Regions from separate parts of the Canis lupus genome. Here region 2 is linked to region 1. Evidence: chromatin contacts called from public Hi-C data. All regions are on one chromosome and are shown on one strand. Each heading gives the region's core, a stretch centred on a gene start, on an enhancer-like site or on the middle of the called end of the contact. The rest is flanking DNA. Distances are from core to core; before and after follow the strand shown.

The links. A called contact is a pair of places that touch in the nucleus more often than the background predicts.
Region 2: a contact with region 1 is called in a Hi-C map of skin fibroblasts, with 4 times the contacts expected there. The contact joins the promoter of MGAT5B here to the enhancer-like site in region 1. A contact is called at or near these places in 2 of 9 Hi-C or Micro-C datasets (blood and skin fibroblasts).

What each region holds. Positions count from the first base shown.
Region 1 is chr9:4,552,709-4,558,814 of UU_Cfam_GSD_1.0, forward strand. No RefSeq gene overlaps it. Among named protein-coding and RNA genes, the nearest start is that of SEPTIN9, 9.5 kb to the left of the region's middle. Within about 2 kb of position 2,998, at least 2 of the 20 cell types and tissues checked have an H3K27ac peak or open chromatin away from gene starts, as enhancers often do. A contact at or near this core is called in blood, where this site is marked.
Region 2 is chr9:4,853,943-4,860,048 of UU_Cfam_GSD_1.0, forward strand. It overlaps MGAT5B (alpha-1,6-mannosylglycoprotein 6-beta-N-acetylglucosaminyltransferase B), which reads right to left and starts at 2,908. Exons shown (of 18, transcript XM_038546505.1): 1 at 2,880-2,908. The coding sequence starts at 2,893.

The sequences.
Region 1 (6,106 bases), core at 1,748-4,247:
TTAACCAGGAGAAATGAGGGGAAGGAGACCACAGGCAGAGAATAGCTTGTACAGAGGCCCTGTGGTGGGAGGCCTTGTGGTCCCTGCAAGGAACTGGAGGAGGACGCAGGAGGCTTGAACCCAGAGAAGCTGGAGAGATGGTGGAGGAGGCAGGCCTTACAGGCACATTGAAGACTTGGACTTTTGTCCTAAGAATGGGAGGTCATGGAAAGGTTCCAGGAGGGAGGAGTGGGTTGGCATGAGCAGACTGGCACTCTGAAATGGCAGCTCTGGGTGGACTGCAAGTGGCAAGAGGGGGCCAGAGTCCAGCAGGAGCCTAAGTCAGTGCTCTGGGTGGGGATGAGGATGGGTGGCCAGCGGGGGGGACGGAGAGACGCAGAGAGAGAAATTGCAGAGCCCTGGAGGTAAAGTCACTGGGCCTGGGGATGGGCTGCCTCAGGGATGGCTGGGAGAGAGGACAGAGGACAGAGGACACGCTGGGCTTGGGGCGCGTGGCGTGGGGGGCTTCCAAGCATCCAAGGGGAGCCATCAGCTGGGCCGTGGCCTCCGTGCTTGAGCGTCAGAGGCGGGTCTTGGCTGTCCATCCCTCCCTCTGGGCGGACAGACCCACCGACAACGGGTGCAGGGCACTAAAGCAAGTGCCCAGTGACAGCTTTAGAGTTCAAGAAGTACCAGCCCCCTTGTTTGGTGGAAGAGTTCACATAGCTCTGGCAAGTGCCAAAGGAAGAGTCCAGAAAAGTTTCAGAACGAGACACGGTACACGCCGTGAATGTGCTACATGCCACTGATGTGCTCGCCGTAAATGGTTATTTTTATTTTATGTGATTTTCACCACAAGAGGTTATTTTTAAAGAATGAAGGTGGCAGGCTGGCTCTGTCGGCGGAGCGTGCGACTCTGGATCTCAGGGTCGTGAGTTCGAGCCCCCTTATAGAATTTACTTAAAAACAGAAAGAAGGCTGCAAGGTCCGTATGTGCACGGAGATCTTGTCTAGAAAACAGACACATGATGCATGTAGTAAAAGAAACACGTTAAAATACAGGGCAGGTGGCACCAGAGGCCACAGGCTGTGCCCGCCCGTCGTGGGATTGCGGGTGACATGCTTTCTTTGTACTTTTCTGTGTTTTCCATGGTCAACATGTATCGCTCTCATGATCTGAAAAAAACAGCGATCCATGCTGCGTATACACATATGGACTCATATCAATGGATTATTTGTGTGCATAGACACTTTTTTGAGGTCGACATTGGTATACTTTGACCTTCAGATCGTTTACAATCAAACTCCTTGTTATTAGGACCTAAAGCGAGGTTTTTCCCCCACCTTGGGGCAGCGTGGCCTGCCGACTTTCAAAGGGTGGTTAAGCATCATTTCAGTGGGTGGCTTTCCCGTGAGACCATTATCCAGAATACGGGCCATGGGGCCCAAGGTTTCAGGGGCTCACCTGCTAGGATTCTCCTCCGCACCCCGACAAGCAGGGCTGGGCCCCCAGATCCTGAGAATCTGCATCTTAAAATTTGCATTTAATTGATTTTATTGGATTTCTTCCAGGTCAGGCCTCAAATGGTAGCGGGGCCTCCGTTGGGGGGAGATCCGTCCTGGACTCATGCTGAGTGCTTCCTCCCAGACAGCGCTTCCCTCCCTCCGCAGCAGCCTGAGGAAGTGGTGGCCCTTCTGGAAGATTCTCCTGGACACCACGGATCCAAGCGATCCACATCCCCCACCTCCTTAGGGAACCGTTTTCAACGCGCCCAGGAGTGGCCACTGCCTGTCTCCGGGACGCATTCCCAGATGATCATAGGTTTCCTCATCATACAGAGAAGGGCTCTGAGGTCACAAAGTGTCCCCACTTACATCAAACCATACTAACTGGGCAGCATCTTGCTGTAGGACTTCTCGGAGCCTTTAACATGCTTGTGGATGCTGTGAGTCTCCAACAAGAGTTAGAGTACACAGCCTTCCCCAAACCCACGACACCAGAACTCTTCGTTACAGGTCCCTGCGGTTCCATGGGACACTCTCTGGGAAAGGGCGCTTGTAGGAGGCGGGAGGTCGTGGTGGCGGGAAGTGGGCTCGGCTCCAACATCAGCTGCAAATGAAGGCTCCTCGGACCCTGGGCCGGCTCTCCTTTGCCCTTGCCTCTTCCCAGCCGGCCTTGCCCACTCTTCCTCTCCCCTCCGCTGCCCTCCTGCAGGAGCTTTCTGATGGGAAAACCCGGGGCTGGCATCCTCACTGACGCTGCACCCGTGCTTTTCGCTCAGGGGTAGCTGGGAATCCCCAGCCACACGGATCGGAAAGCCCAAGGCAAGGCCCCTACTACAGCTCAGCCCTCTGACTCCCCGGGAGTCCATCCCACCTCCCCGCCTCTGCTCAGGCCACCCTGTGCTCCCAGCAGACCCTCCAGCCTGGGAACCATGGGAGCTCCCCCCCTCCTCCTCCCTTCCTCCTCCCCTCCTCCTCCCCTTCCTCCCCTCCCCTTCCTCCCTCCTCCTCCTCCCCCCTCCTCTCCCTCCTCCTCCTCCTCCCCCACCCCCTCCTCCTGGGGCTTCTCTTCCCACGGGGAGCTTCCTCTGACTTTCTTTGTGGGGAGAAGCCAGATTCGTCTCTGTCCACTGGCACCTCCAAAGGAGCTTTCAGAGCTCCCCAACAGCCCCCCCCCCCCAGTCACATTCCATCAGGAGGTCTGGCTGTGGAGGTTTCCAGAGCACTCCCTGGGCCTGAACCATTGGTCTGGTGGAGGGAGACCGGAGGTCTGGGTTAACACCCCAGAGCCGTTAGGTATCAGCCCAATGGAGCTTCTGCATGATCCTAAATATCTGTGCCTCAGTTTCCTCAGCTGCCCTGGGCTGTTGTGCGGTTGGGGGACTGTATGCAGTGCTCCCACATCACCAGGCGGAGGGTGAGTGAGAGTGGAGGTGGCCCCCCCACCCCGCCACAGTGCCCGGTGCAGAGGCGCTCCGTACACTTCCGCCACCGGAGTGCAAGGCGGCCTGTGGGGTCGGCCGGCTGGAACCGGAGCCCCACGCCGGACGCGCCAGGCTGAGAAAAACCAGGTGTCTCCACTTCCCCTAAGGGCCATCATGTTACAGTTCTCCAGAGAAAGTGAATCTTAAAATTTGCTTTCATTAAAAGCATAAATAAATACGGGGCCTGCCAGGGGCTGGGGCTGCAGGTGCCGTGGGTCACAGGGTGGGGAGGCACCCTCTCGCTCTCTGGGCACACTCCGCTCAGCCCTCGGCGAAGTTGCAGGACCAAACACAGAATGCCCAGTTAGACTTGAACTTCAGGTAAGCAGCAAATAATTTTTGCAGTATGAGATGTCCCACATAGTATTTAAGACATAAACATATACTTTAAAAAATTATTGTTTATCTGAAATTAGCATGTAACTGGGCATTCTGTATTTTTACTTGCTAAATCTGGAAACTCTGGCCTCGGTCCCCGGACCCAGGCTGGTAGTCCTGGAGAGGAGCTGTGACCGTCCCCCAGTTGGGGTTCCCAGACACCAGGCTGGGGCCTGGGGCTGGCCCATGACAAGTCCACCAGTTAGAAGCAAAATGAGACAAAAGAGAACAATGCCAAGAGGTGAGTTTCTTGGTTTTGTTTGTGTTTGCTTTTCTTCTTTTATAAGAGCCTAAGATGTTCAAAGACTGGTCTTTCTTCTGAAATTTTCCTTTCCTGTGTAAATGCCACCACCCACCCACCGTCCCCTCCCCGCCGGCCACCGGCAATGGCATGGGCCTCTCAGAGCTATTCCCTGGACGTGGGACCGTGAGGCCTGGCTGAGTCGTCCCCGTCATGTCTCTTCCTAGCTGGGAACCTTGGAAAAAGCACTTAACCTCTCTGCTCTTTCACTTCCTTACCCATGGAATGGGGATCATGACCTCCCCAAGGCCACAGGCTTGCTCAGGACTGGATGGAGGCCACCCTGGTACGTCCATGTGCAGAAGCTCGTCACGTGGCCCACTGAGGATGTGTGCCCTTTGCCGTGTCATACAGTAATTCAATAAAATAGTTTATAAAAAAAATTAAGTTCAATGAGCAAAGAGGCTTCTAATAGAAACTTACACCATCTATCTTTCAAGGAGATATTATTCCCTCCAATTTTTAAATGGGATTGCTAATTTATTACCCATTGCCTGCATGCAGCTGGCAGAGGCTTGCCACTATGGAGGAGAAAAAAAAAAGTGTAGCTGAGCTCACATTTGGGTCAGCTTGATGAGGTTTCATTTTTAAAAGTTAACCTTCAAACCTATTACATTCCAGGAAACTGAAAATTTATACTGGTTTTCTATTTTTAATGGATTTATAATAAAAGGAAATATTTCAAGCTTAAAAAAATAGATGGCACTTTAAGTTCATTTTCCAAGTCGTCTCATATAGCAAAGGCAGATAAACTATAAAAAGAGAAACTTAAAAGACATAATCTGGAAGAAAAATTCAGATCCCTGTCTCCATGTAACAGGCACCGAAAGGAGGTGCGGGCTGGAGTTGTGCTGTGCGAGGGCCAGGGCAGGGCTCCCAGCCACGTGCCTGGAGAAGGGGAAGAGACCAACCATAGTTTCTGAGCCATGGGACCCAGGGGGCTCAGCAGATGGGTGCCCAACATCCCCCCAGGAGATGGACACTCCGAGCCAGCAACAAATGGCTTCGTTGTTCCACATTGGGTCCCCCAGGAAGCCAGGTGGAGGCAGCTGGACAATCAGGGTAGACGGACAGGGGGAGAGACTGGGGAGACAGAAACATCAACTCAAGACGAACCTACAAACCTGATCCCCAAAACCTGGGCAAAGCTAATGCCGATAAAGACAATCAAGATCAACCATGGAGGGCAGCCCCGGTGGCGCAGCGGTTTGGCGCCTCCTGCAGCCTGGGGTGTGATCCTGGAGACCCGGGATCGAGTCCCACATCAGGCTTCTGCATGGAGCCTGCTTCTCCCTCTGCCTGTGTCTCTGCCTTTCTCTCTCTCTGAATAAATAAATAAATCTTTAAAAAAAAAAATCAACCATGGAGATCCGAAATAGTTCCTGGTGATGTGGAAATAATAGAGAAATCTGAAAATGATTTTCACACATTTTATTGATTGGTTGATTGAGAAGGTGAGGGCATGTGAGTGGGGGGGGAGCACAGGGAGAGGGAGAGAATCACATGCAGACTCTACGCTCAGCAAGGAGCCCAGTGACCCCGAGATCATGACCTAAGTGGAAATCAAATCAGATGCTTAACCGACTGAGCCAGCTAGGCACCCCTGAAAATTATTTTCAAATAAAAGTGTTTAGGAACATCATAGAAAATTTTAAAATGATGAAAGCAAAACCAACTTGAATGAAACAAAACTGAACGGCCATGATAAAGAATCAACTGGCAAAAAAAATAAAAATAAAAATAAAAATAAAATAAATAAAAAAAAAAGAATCAACTGGCAAAACTGAAAGTGAGAAGCATGATTGTTGAACGTTAATGCTCGACAGATAGAATAGGTGTTGTTGGACACACTGAGGAATGAGGGAGTTGGCAGGTATCACTGAGGATGTGGCCCAGAAATAAACAAATGAAGCAGATAAGGACAAGAAGTTACAGGTAAGAAATGCAGAGAGTGGATCAAGAAGTTCCAGAATATGTCTCACAGCGGCTTCAGAAGAAAATAGAAGGAATGATCCAAAAAATAATGTTCTAACACAGAATTGCTGAAAGCTTTCAAAAACTAAAAAGGAAATGTGCGGTGCCAGAGAAATAAACACCAGTTCATAATTAGAGACTTCATAGCAAACCTGCAGCACATCTGAGGACACAGAGAAAAGTCTGAAATGCGATCAGAAACAAAAAGATTATCCACAGAGAGGGGCACCTGGGTGGCTCAGGGGTCCCTGGATCGAGTCCCATGTCGGGCTCCCCGCATGGAGCCTACTTCTCCCTCGGCCGGCGTCTCTGCCTCTCTCTCTGTGTCTCTCATGAATAAATAAATAAAATCTAAAAAAAGATTATCTACAGAGAAATGAGAATTCAGCGGGTTTCTTGTCATCTGGAGCAATCCGCCCAAGGGCTGAAGGAACCCAGCTGCCATCCGAGGACTCTAGAGCCAGCTAAGCTATTACTCAACAGTGAG
Region 2 (6,106 bases), core at 1,658-4,157, 300 kb after region 1:
CCAGGGCCTGGCAGGGGCAGTGGCTCAACACCTGCTCCCTCTGGCAGCCCAAGCCTTTGGGGGGGGCCTCTGTCTGCCCAGTTCCTTCTCAAGCGGAGCACAGTGGCATCCACACCCCACCTGTGGCCGCATCCGGAGTGCGACCCCCGCCCCTCCCTGGGTGCCCTCTGCCTGCTGCCCAGCACCCTGCCAGGCACACATCACTTAGCATCTCCTCCCGGACCGGGGCAGCAGGAGGGCTTGGCGGGCTCCAGGGAGAGGAGGGAGCTGCCCCGGTCCCACTGGGCTCTGGGGGTCCCTGGACTGGGGTCAGCGGACAAGCCAGCCCTGCCTGGCCCCAGCCCTGCCTGGCCTTGGCCGCCGGAGGTTGGGGTGCCGGAGTCGGTCCTCACTTTCATCCTGCCCCAAGGTTCCCGGAGGTCCCGGCTCTGCTGCCCTGTGCTCCACAGCGCCTCCCGGGCCACCAACTCCGCACGGCCTGCACCGAGGGTCCAATTCCCAGCCGAGGGGCAGGCGGGGGGGGGGGGGGGGTGATCTTTGCTCCAATCTCGGGACCTTCCCTTGGAGCCAGGCCCGCACCCCGTGGGGAGGAGGGGGTGCGAGCAGAGGGCGGGGGCAACGGGGCGGCGCGGGTGCAGGACTCAACCCAGGGCTCGCGGCGGCCGGTGGGGGTGCCGCCCTGCTCGGCGCCCTAACTTCGCCCCGGGGGTGGGGCGTCTGCAAAGTGGGGAGGCCCCCGAGGGGCAGGAAAGGGGCGCCCTGGCCGAGGCGACTTCCCGGGCTCAGGATCACAGCCTGGGTGCCTCTGTCCCCCTTCCCACCCTCGCATCCCGAGTCCTCTCCCCGCTAGACCAACTCGGGACGTGTCTGGGCTGCTCGCGCGCGCACACGCACCCCGAACCCGAACCTTGGCTCCGTCCCTCCCGCGGCCCCACCGGCCATCACAAGGGTCGAACGCGAACCGCCCCCTCGGCCACCGGGACAGGCACCTGGGGGGTGGGGGTGACCTCGCCCGCCCCTACCTACCCCGCGCCCCCTCGGAGGAAAGGACCTGCCCGCGCCGACGGGGAGGGAACTTTACCGAAAGGGTCTCAGGGTGACCAGGCATCTTCTGACCATTATCTTCCCATCCGGGTTGACTGTGATCATCGTGCAAACTTGTCTGGGCGGCGGGCCGCGGGCGAGGCCGGACGCACCGTCCCGGGCCCCGCTCCCGCCGCGTGGGAGCCGCGAACCCGCTGCGGGCCGAGGCCGAGGCCGGGGCCGGCGGGGCGGGGCGGGGCGGGGCGGGGCGGGGCGGGGGGCGCGGGTCCGGGCGGCCTGGGCGGGCGGGGAGGAGGAGCGGCGCGGCTGCGGGGGGCGGGGGCGAGGGCGCGGGCGGCCGTCTCTGCGTGTCCGCCCTCCCGCCTCACCTCCCTGGGGCCCGGGGGCGGCGCGCCCCCCGACCGCCGGCCGCGCGTCTGCCTGCTGGGGCTCGCTCGCTGGGCGGGACGGCGCCGCGGCGCGCAGACGGGCTCCCCGCCGCGGGCGCCCTCATCCCCGGCCCGCGCCCTCGGTGCCGGCTACAGGCGGCCCCGCGCCCGCGCCCGCGCCCCGGCCCCCCGCGCCTCCGGGCCGCGCCGCTCCCCGGCCCCGCAGCGCGCCGCGCCCATGGCTCTCGGCGAGGGCCCCGCGCCGCTCTGCCGCCCGCTCGCCCGGCGGCCCGCGCTCGGGAGGCGGGAGGGAGGGAGGGAGGGAGGTGGGCGTCCGGCCCCGCGCCGCGCTACGCCGGGAGGCGCCGCATTGTTCCTCGGAGGAGGCGGCCGAGCGGCGGCTGGGGCGGCCCGGGAGCGGCCGCGGCGCTTCCTCGTGGCGCCGGCGCCACCTTGCGGCTGCGGCCCCGCAGCGCGCGCTCCCGGCCCGGTGCGCGGGGGCGGGGTCCCTGCGCCTCCCCCCAGCCCCGGACCCCCCCGGGGCCGAGGGCCACGGCAAGGGGGGGCGCTGGGCCAAGACGCCCCTTCCCCTGGCCGCCCCCCCTCGCCCCCTCTCCCCCGTGGGAGCTCTGATGTCGCCCTGCAGCCCTCACCCTTCCTGTGGCCCTCTGGGGCTCCCCTTGGCTGAGCGGAGTTCCAACTCCGCCTCTTGAGACGGGGCTGTTCAGCTGAGCCCAGAAGCCTGGGCGCGCCGTGTGGACCGAGGTTCCAGTCTCAGATCCCACTGAGCCCAGAAGCTTGGGCACGCGGTGTGGATCGAGGTCCCAGTCTCAGATCCCACTGAGCCCAGAAGTCTGGGCGCCCGGTGTGGACCGAGGTCCCAGTCTCAGATCCCACTGAGCCCAGAAGCTTGGGCACGCGGTGTGGATCGAGGTCCCAGTCTCAGATCCTCCATTAACCAGTGACTGACACCTGCAAGTGGGGGACACTCCAGAGCCTCGATTTCTCCACTGTGAAATGAGAGTGACCTGAAGCTGGCTAAGGCTAGGCCAAAGCATTTACACGCCCCTTTCCCCAACCCCCTCCTCTTCTTGACTTTGGACATGTGTCTGCCACTGCGGAGGGAGGCGGTCAGCGGCTCCTCCCCACGCACCAAGCCAGGGCAGCCACCTGAGCCAGACCCAAAAGAGCACTTGGACAGAAACAGCACCTGCTGGACCCGACATTGACCAACACAGACATGGAAGCAGCTTGCTAGGAAGAGGCCCAGGCTTCAGGCCATGTGTATAAGGACAGGGATGACCCCGAGGATCTTTCCACCCCTGGCAGTGATTCTGCAGCCTGGCTTTGAAGAGGAGAAAACCTTTGTCTTCAGCCACTCGGCCCAGGTCCTGTCCCGCCTGGGGCCCTCACCCGCATCCCCTCTGCTACCCTACCTCCCAGCCCCAAGGCTGAGCCATTTCTCACCAGCGGTGACTCATGCTTCTGCTTTTCTTGCTCCTTCTTCATCAAAATTCACCTGTCCTGTGTTCCATTATCTCGCCTTGCTCTCTGCTAATGTGAAAACCGATGATGAATTGGTGTTGGCGGATTAATGCGTTACTCCGGCTAGGTAACAAATTTGCATTGAACAAGGACATGCTGACTGTGCCTCTGTGCAGAGGAGTGACGAATGGTGGTGGGAAAAGGCACCGTGGCAGGCTGGCCCCAGAGCTCTGCGAGGGCAGGGGTCTCGACCAGGCCCACACACCCGGACACTAATATAAGCCCTGATGTGGAGGTGAAAGCCTTATCTATCTACACTTGGGAATGAAGTGGTCCTTCCCATTGTGTGTCCCCCCCATAAGCTCGGGGCATTTGTGCTTTTGGTACTTCAGGCCAAAGGGGAAGAGAGACCCAGCGCTGTCTGGTTTGGCTCAGAAGGTAGGAGTGGGTCTCCTGCATCCCCTCTGGGCCTTGCCCTCTAGCACGTGGGCTTTGAGGTTGGCAGGGGAAAGTGCCCCCTGCCATTTGATGAGCAGGCTGTGGCCAGGCAGGGACGCGTGGCACAGACAGTGGAAGATTCTCTCCGAGCCAGACCACCCAGCCGCCTCCTCTCAGACTGTCGCCCTCTTGGCGACCTCTCGTCTACAGGAGAGATCCGCGTAAGTGGTCCTGTTTGCTGTCTGTTGTAGACATGAGGAGGAAGTTTCTGAATCCATAGTCCTGCAACCTCGGATACGCTCTCTTTGTGCCTCAGTTTCCTTGGCAGTCAATCCGGCCCTTAGAGCCTGTCTCCCAGGAGGACGTGAAGATGAGCCTGTTGATGCACATAAGCAGCCCACTGCCTGGTGCCTATGAGCCCTCACGGTGCGGCAGTTATAATTTTTCCTGTTACCGTCTACCTGCAGCGGATGCCACCCTTTCTCTGGGCATCCACCTCTGCAGGCCAAAAGGCAGATTACTGATGATACAGGCAACACTGCCTGAGGCTGTTTCTGGCTGTGGGAATACGCTAGGATACGCAAGAGCAAGACAGAAATGCCAGGAAGCGGTGCTCCAGAAGCAGCCCTCGAGGAATGAACAGATACCCATGTCACTCAGGTGGGATGCCAACATAACCGGCTGGGATGGGGAACCACTGTTCTAGAATAATACCCATGGCCTTCTGAGAAGGAACCAGAGTCACCCTAAGCAAGCTAGAAGAGATCAGGGGAGCAGGAATTGGGGGCATGTTGCTGGGGGGCACATCCAAGGAATGATGCGACAGGTCATACCAGATTCCAGAAACATCCCCTCTCCACTCTTTTTCTCTCTCAGAGGCTACAAACAGAACCATGGGCCAGCCCATTTGGGCATCAGGGCACAGACTGCAGCAGCTTGGGCACTCTGAATGTGGCACTTCCTGGCTCTCAGCCCAAGGCCTGCCCGGAGGCTGAGAAGCCCAGAGCAGCAGGAGGCCCTGACCAGGCTGGAGGGCCTCTGTCCAAAAATGGGGAGTAGGACTCAGGAGGAAGGGATTTGGGGGAAATGGGTGATGCACTCCCTGGCAGGGTGTCATACTCAAAATACCCAGGGATAGGCCAGGCACAGAAGGGAAGGGGCTCTAGTAGTCTCCTAGGCCTAGCACAGGCGGGGCACTTAAAACAAGAACAATTAATTCTCTCCCGGTTCTGGTGGCCAGAAGTTCTCAATCAAGGGTTTGGCAGACTCGGTTCCTTGTGCTGGCCCTGGGGGAGAGTCTGGCCCAGGCCTCTCTCCTGGCATCCGGAGGGGGCCATTGATCCTTGGCTTTCCTTGGCTGGCAGCTGCATTACCCAGTATCTCCTCCATCATCACGTGGCCTTCTCTGTGTGTGTCTCTCTGTGTCTTCTCCTCTTCTTAGAAGGACACCAGTCACTGGATTAGGGTCCACCCCACTCCAATATGTCCTCATCTGAACAAACTACTGCACAGATCCTATTTCCAAACAAGATTATGTTCTGAGGTTCCAGGTGGTCCTGAATTGGGGGTTGGGGGGGGCAGGGGCACCCTGTTCAGCCTATTACAGGGACCTAGTGGGAAGGGGCCACAGTGGCCAGGCAGTGCCAAGAACCAGAGGTCCTCAAAGGGGACATGCACCATTGCTTTGTGTGAATACAGGCCCAGTTATTTCAAGAATCAGGAATCTGGACTTCCCACGTGCAGTCACATAATTGTAAAATGTGGACACAATATTTTTAGAACATTATGCAAGACCAATAAAATCCACCAAAGGGCGGCCATCCGGGTCCCCTGGGGTGTCAGCCCAGGGCAAAGCAGGGAGCCCACCAGCCCTGCCCACCCAGCAAGCCCAGCTTCTCTGGGCCAGCCCCCACTGTGAACAACTCCCCCCCACCGCCACCCCACCTCACCCCCGCCAGGAAGATCAACACTCCAGGGTGCCTTCAAGGGCCCCCCCCACAGGGCCCCCACCCCCTCACCAGCCCCCCTGAAGCCTCTTGGGCATCAGAGCCTTGACTGCCATCCCCACCTCCTCAAGGTTCAAGGTTGCTTCTGAAGCTCACAGACAGGGCCTGGGTGGGAAGAGGAAAGAAGGAAACCGTTCACGGTGTTTGAAATCCTCACTTAATGTGCTCCGATTGCCGCCGCAGACAGCACATTAAGAGGCAATAGGCCATTGTCCTTCGCCGGAGTGCGGAGCATTAATAATGTCATAACAGCATTTACTGACACTGGGCACAAATCATCAACGGCCTCACCGGGTGGGAACAAGCAGCCCCACACAGACGCCAGCCGCCTGGAGCCATGCAAGGAGGCCGAGAAGTGGGGAGAGCTGTTTCTCCAATGCATATTTCATGCTTTCTGTTTCACAACATTTAGGCTAATCCTCTGATTGAAAAGCAGCGTCTGGGGTTTATTTTTATTTATGCCAGAAGGCCACTCTGCCACACAGCTTGTGGGAGCTGGAAGCACAGCTATGGTTCTTTCCCTGTTCTGCAGGGAAGTTAGGGGCTAATGTCTGTGTCTGTGTCTGTGTTTTGCATGCATGTGCGTGTGTGAGTGTGTGCGCACGTGTGCGTGGGGGCTGGGAGGCAGAGAAGCCAGGGACAGATGAGACAGGGGACCCTCCCATGTGGCCCCATCCCAGAACTGGGGGCACAGGCGACGTCTTCATTGAACATAGTCATGAGATCTCATTGACTGAACATCTACTATGTGCCAGGAAATGCCCC